2 separate regions of the Gossypium hirsutum genome follow, and region 2 is linked to region 1. Evidence: chromatin contacts called from public Hi-C data. All regions are on one chromosome and are shown on one strand. Each heading gives the region's core, a stretch centred on a gene start, on an enhancer-like site or on the middle of the called end of the contact. The rest is flanking DNA. Distances are from core to core; before and after follow the strand shown. Region 1 has its middle 27 kb from the start of LOC121220504. Region 2 holds the start of LOC107917830 (rRNA 2'-O-methyltransferase fibrillarin 1).

Region 1 (3,444 bases), core at 401-2,900:
ATAAACCGAAGTGGGGAAACTGGCACATATAATGCATACTGGAGCATGAAGCACATCCTAGCGCATCTGAAAGGGCTAGCTGTTCTTACAACTCTTTAAGAGATAAAATTGGGTTATTAAGTTTATCCACTAGAGTAGTCACATTCAAGGTAATACTTTTATTACATTTAACTCTGTCTTTTCAATCTTCTATTATATTAATCTCAAATGTTTTTAGGGAGCCTATCAGCTCATAACACATATTGTGCTAATATTCTTGACTTCTTCAATAGTTTTGAATTTGATAACAAACTTTTCAGGGAGTGATTGTAGTATCTTGTGGGTTAATTTCTTGTCAGGATATTCCTCATCAAGAGTAGAAGCTCATTAGTTATGTGATAAAGTTTAACATAAAATTTAGAAGTGCTCTTGTTATTAAACATTCGTAAGGATTCAAACTTGGTGGTAAGCATTTGAAGCTTTGATAGCTTGACTTTAAGAGTTCCCTCATAGATGGCTTCAAGGGTATTCCACGCTTTACATGCTAAGATACACTTTAAATCCTTTTTGAATTTTTATGGATTTACCCCATTGGAAATACTATTCAATGCTTTGAATTTAAATTCACTATTTTATCTTCTTTAAAGGTCTAAGTAGCTTTAGGCTTTAGGGTTTATAACCATATTTTAGTATATAGAGGCTCATATCTAGTTCGAATTAATCTTCATGCTTTCTCATCGAGTTATTTGATGAAAACCCTAATTTGAGCTTTTTAATATGCATAACTGGAACCATCCAATAATGGTGGATGTAAATTAAAACAAGCTTTTGAGCATAGCAAGTCTCGTGTTGAACTTCCTTCATTCCTGCCATTACACAACTACCAAATGCAAATCTTTAGATAGGATGCTCTGATTTTGATGGAAAATTCGAGTTGGGTAGTGAGATGTGGTAAGTTGTGTGGGCACAAACTTTAGAACACCAACTAATAAAGGCAAAGATAATGGAAGAACAAAAGACCAAAATTTAATGCAATTCAAACTTAACTTGCGTAAATGAGCCTTGCTTAGAAACGACTCTACTATACTCTCTAATATACAATAAATCATTTAAGCCTAATCTCCTTGAAATATGTTGCAACTTACATGTGTACAAATAAGTGAATTCACTCCTCAATCACTTTGCCTACAAAAAGTAGTAAGTAAATCGCTCAAAGGCGAGTAAAAAAGCACATTAAAGTTCGCCTCAAAATGAATAGAACTATACACTCGATTAATACCATGAATCCCACATATTAGCTACATATAAGCTATAAAAGCTAGAAAATGAGATCAAGTTGCGCTAAAGAAATAAATTAACTATAGACTTTTTATCGTCCAATGATCACCTTTTACCATTACCAACAAGTAAACAATCTATATATACTTGAGATAAATAAGGTGATAAAAGCATTATCAACCAAATATACCAATGATTCAAACTTTTATCACTTATATGATGTATTTAAATATTCTCAAACTCACGATAGTAAGGATGTCAATTGGCAACCTATTGAATCTAACGATCATTTTCACATGCACTGGAAATTTAGAGTTAGATGTCGTTTACTTTAGAATAGAAGGACAAAATAGGTAACTTAATTACATCTCAGCTCCCGCGCCACCCAAACCACATCCAATCATCAAAGCCCACCTACAAATACAAACTAACCTTATCCCCCTATACAGGAGGCGCGCTATTCCATAACGCCTTTCCTCCGCCGCAACACCCACCGCAATTCCCAAAACACCCTCTCATCCCCAGTCCCATGAAACACCTGTAAACTTAGAATGCAAACCTCGATATTTAATGTTCTGACCTGGGCCAAACCCCCGGTGACATTATTAGCTCCACCATTTCACACTTTCCCTTCTCTACTAATCATTGCACCCAGAAGAAAGCTTAAATATAATAATAATTTCAAGGGAAGAACCAAAAAGGAGGGGAATTATCATCGAAGCCGAAGCGGGAGTCGCGGTGGTATATGTAGAGCCATGCCTTGTTCTTCAATAGTGACTACTGATAATACTTGTGCTGATGTTGGTGGCGGGGGTGAAGAGAATGGGCGTTTTCGCAAATTTAAACTTAATCATTCCACATTCTTAGCCTCTCTGATGCCGAAGAAGGAGATTGGCGCCGATCGCTTCATTGAAGCTCATCCTTTTTACGACGGTCGCGGTGCCCTCATCGCGATCTTTGGTACTTTTTTGACATTGTTATTTAAATGGGGGGGGGGAGCAATATTTTGAAATTTTTTCATTTAATTAAACTTTTTTTTTCAAAGATTCTGGTGTTGATCCGGCTGCCGCTGGTTTGCAACTAACTTCAGATGGGAAGCCAAAGATCTTAGATGTTATTGACTGGTACTTACTCCTTAGCCTGCCACACTATCTGACCGCTAAATTGGTTCTTTTCATTTTTTATTATTTTCTCAAGTTACTTGAGAAGTATTTGTTTATTTATTTTTTTAGTACTGGGAGTGGAGATGTTGATACCTCAAAAGTGGTGAAGGCTGATGGAGACGGTCGGATTCGCGGGGCTTCTGGTTGTATTATTGCGCTTCTTTTTATTTTTCATTTTTCATGGTCATAGGATTTCGAATTCCTAAGTTCCTTGCCTTAAATGGTAGAAACATTGTGGGGTTTTTTCTTGTTCCTCAAGGCTTCTTCGATGTTGCCTTGAACTGGTAGCTAAAAGTTTACCTGCATTAAATGATAAGTAATTGGCTATTTCTGTAATATGGTTTCGACTGATTAATTGTCTCCATTTTCGTGTAGTTCTTGGACATTTCCGTTCTTTCTGTAACTTTCACTTTGTTAAGAAAATGTATGAATCTTCAAATGTATGGGGAATAGTATTTAACTTCTTGATAATGTTCTGTGTTGTTCTTTTTTGGCCCTCCTATATTTTCCATGTAGAACCATCAGCATCAGCATCTATTTTAATTCTGAGTTGACTTCTATTTTCTAATCCCATCTTCTATATTTTGTTAAAAAATAAATTATAGGGGCTTCACTGGTTGTCAGTTCTTCATGGAAAAACCCTTCTGGCGAGTGGCATGTAGGCTATAAATTGGTTTATGAGCTCTTTACAGACTCTTTAACTTCACGTCTAAAGGTAAGAAATATTTTCTGTTTAATCCATTAAGAAATTTCAACTTTTGATATTGGCCCCTGTTAAATGAACCGAAGGCTAACTATTTTATGGTCATTCACTTTATTATTAACAATGCAGAAAGAAAGGAAGAAAAAATGGGATGAAAAAACCCAGGAGGAGATTGCAAAGGCTGTAATGCATCTTGACAAGTTCGAGCAGGTTGTTGAAAATTCTATTTGGTGACCTTTTATTGTATGATCATAGGCATAGATTTTCACAGTAAAATTTCTTTAATAAACATAGTATAATTGTTAATTATTAATATATCTT
Region 2 (3,444 bases), core at 263-2,762, 270 kb before region 1:
TATGTAGGTCATAGAGATGCAAACTACATGATCTCAAACTACCAATTAATTAAGCAAATAAAACTGCTTGTTTTCCAATATTTCCTGAATCAAAAATAGAGTTGCAAAAATACATAAAAAGCAAACCTGATCAGGCTGCGCAACATCAGAAAATATCACATCCACCATGCCAACTAGCATCCTGTATTTAGCAGGATGCCTAGCATCTTCAATGATAGGTATAACATTCGTTCGCTTCTTAGCCATGTTGACCAAATCCCTACCACTTCTGTGAGAAAATTCCACAGCATAAACCACTCCATTCTGAAGGAAAATGAAATGAACAAACAATAAGCAACTCTGCCAGGTACAAACATACAATGACATTAGGATACTTGGGGGTTAATACTATACTTACAGGACCAACAACATCGGATACATGAGAAACAGTGGTACCCGAAGCAGCTCCAAGGTAGAGAACCTTAGCACCGGGTTTCTTGATTAAACCCCAAAAAGAAACAGAATTAAACAGTTTTATGGTATTTAAAAGTCTTACTAAGAGATACTCATCATGTACATTATATGAACAAGCATAAAAAAGGAAATGTGAAAGCTTACAATCCATATATTATCAACACCACCAAGAATTGCAGCTGCCAACTTGGATCGGAAAGGGTTCCAAACCCTGTACTCAACTTTGGTTCCATCTTCATTCTGTTAAGTGAAAAAATCAGGAAGACCCTCAATTTTTCATTGCAAAGTTTATCATAATCTTGACAGCAAGTTTTAGAGAGAAAAAAAGCAAATAGCCAAAAACGAAGTATATCCAATACATGATATCAATGATACTATCGTGGTAAATAAGAGAATGGAAACGGATTGTGTGATTAGAGAGACAAAATGACCTGAACAGCAATCCTCTTTTCATTGTAGACAGCCTCACCAGGCACCATATTCTTAGTAACAAGAGCATCTTCTTTACCCTTGGCAACAAAAACTCCCTCGTGTCTATGGGGCTCAACTACAACCTTGCTCCCACCTTTCATTCCTCCTCTTCCACCACCACGTCCTCTTCCTCCACCGCGGCCACCACCACGGGGCTTCATGCCACTGCCTCCCCTATCGCCACCTCTTCCACCACCACCACCCCTTCCTCTCCCTCTCCCCCCATCACCTCTGCCCCTAAACCCACCACCACCACCACGGCCTGCACATAATCAAACATTAAAATAACAGAACATGACTCTAAAATCATTTAAAGAAAAACAGAGGACTGAGATGCTTATAAGCTCCAGACTATCAGACCCAGCTGTTTTAACCATATAAAAGAAAAGAAAATGGTTACCTCTTGGAGGTCTCATACTTGGTAGAGTTCGATAGCAAGGAGAAGTAAAGGCAAAGCAAATGGAATGATAGTGGGGAGGGGAGTGATGGCTAGGGGTTCTGCGATATATAGAATGAAGACTAGGGTTTTGGGAAGGGGCGAAAAAGAGAAGGGTTTATACTTTATAGGACAAAGGCCCACATTTAGAACAGTGGTAAAAACAATGGGCTTGTTGGACTATATCAATGGGTGGCAGTCTCGTAGCCCAAGTTCCTCGTTTCGGTGTTTTTTTTATTTAATTGATAATAAATCTTTTAAATTTTAAATTTATAAAATTTATTTATTCTGCAGAAATTATTTTAAATATATTATTTAAAAATAATAGGCTTAATGTTGTAAAAAGCTCTCAAATTTTTTTAAAAAAAAATTAAGCCTTTGTTCTTCTTTTTTTTCGCTCAATTGCTAAAATGCATCAAAAATATCATTTGACCGTAAACTTTAACAATTGACTGTTGAAGTTAACTGCCTCTAACTTTTTTAGTTAAAGCCACTCCACCAAGGCGTGACATGTGGCAAAAATTATAAAAAAAATAAAAATTAATAAAAGTTATAAAAATTACTAAAATTTAATAAAAAATATAAAATATATTTAAAAATTATTAAAAATTATAAAATGCATCAAAAATTTTCTTTAACCATTAACTTTTAACAGTTAACCGTTAAAGTTAATGGCCCCTAGTTTTTTTTTCAATTAATACCATTGTGTGTTGCAACACAACGTGACATGTGGCACAGAAATGATAAAAAAAATAAAAATCAATAAAATTAATAGAAAAATTATAAAATGTTTCTTTTTGGTATGATAATTTTTATATTTTTTTTACGAATTTTGTGTTTCTTTTATTTTTTATAATTTTCTTATGACTTTATAAAATTTTATAATTTTTTCTATATTTATATGTTTTTTATAAAAAATTACAATTTTTTACAAATTTTTATAATATTTTTCCGAATTTATAATAAATTTTAAATATTTTTTTATTTTTTATTAAAATTTAATAAGTTGCATAAGTTTTATTGATTTTATTTTTATCATTTTTTTGACACATGTCACGTTGTGTTTGTGACATGTGATGGCTTTAACTTAAAAAAAGTCAGAGCAGTTAGCTTTAACAGCCAATCGTTAATGTACAAGCCCAAATATGCACGGGCCCATACAAAATAAAAACATAGCATGCCCAATTACTCATCTACAGACTAAACCCAAAATTCAGCCCAATTACATTAACCCTAGCCCAGTCCAGAAGCCCTAGCCCTTTCTGCTTCAGTGCCGCAGCAATCTGGCGCTGCAACTGCTCCCGCGCACCACGCTTGTCGATCCCGCACATCGCGCCCCTCGCCGCCGCACGACCCGCGCCTTCCCCACGTTTGTACCTGCAACAGCAAACAATAAACAAAGAAAAGGAAGCCAAATAGAATAGCAAAAATCGGGCAATATAATGCCAACAAATAACAAAATAGATTTGGTGGGATTTTCTATTTCGGTTATAAAAGCCCGATTTTAATCTGTAAAATGGGGGGGGGTTCACAAAATCAATAGAAAAAAAAGAAAAATCTGAATAGAGGTGATTCTTTCTTCCGTTTTATTTCTTAGTGTTCGTCGCTCTTTAAGGAATTTGTTGTCTTTTTTTATTTTTTTTTATTTTTTGTTGCTCAAAATATAAAGAGGGGAGAAAAGAAAACTTACCCGGTCTTGTTGCGGTGTTCCCTTTTCCGACACCATCGGAAATTGGGGCATCGACGGAGGCCATGGGTCGGCCTTGATTGGCGACAGCAGAGAAGCTGAAACCCTAGCAATAATTAATTTAAATTTATCAATTCAAATACTTGAAAAAGCTGAAATACATGCATATTACATATTAATTTCATTTTGAAAGTTTTCTAAAATTTTACATTTTATTCAATTTAGTCCTTAAAACCGAAACTAGCATAACTTTCACATTTGAGCTCCAAATTTTATACCCATTTCAAATTCATCCATCTACATCCCTCTATTATCAATAATTATAGAAATTTAAAGCTAATTTCAAATTATTTACACTTTAGTCCATATACTCAAAATTTAACAAATTCCACTTTAC

What was found. A called contact is a pair of places that touch in the nucleus more often than the background predicts.
Region 2: a contact with region 1 is called in a Hi-C map of leaf, with 2.1 times the contacts expected there. The contact joins the promoter of LOC107917830 here to the enhancer-like site in region 1. A contact is called at or near these places in 2 of 34 Hi-C or Micro-C datasets (both in leaf).

The regions. Positions count from the first base shown.
Region 1 is chrD08:36,461,922-36,465,365 of Gossypium_hirsutum_v2.1, reverse strand. It overlaps the pseudogene LOC107917752. Among protein-coding and RNA genes, the nearest start is that of LOC121220504, 27 kb to the left of the region's middle. Within about 2 kb of position 1,650, at least 7 of the 9 cell types and tissues checked have an H3K27ac peak or open chromatin away from gene starts, as enhancers often do. A contact at or near this core is called in leaf, where this site is marked.
Region 2 is chrD08:36,731,787-36,735,230 of Gossypium_hirsutum_v2.1, reverse strand. LOC107917830 (rRNA 2'-O-methyltransferase fibrillarin 1) reads right to left here and starts at 1,512. Exons shown (of 7, transcript XM_016847178.2): 1 at 1,325-1,512; 2 at 885-1,186; 3 at 598-693; 4 at 398-475; 5 at 127-303. The coding sequence starts at 1,340.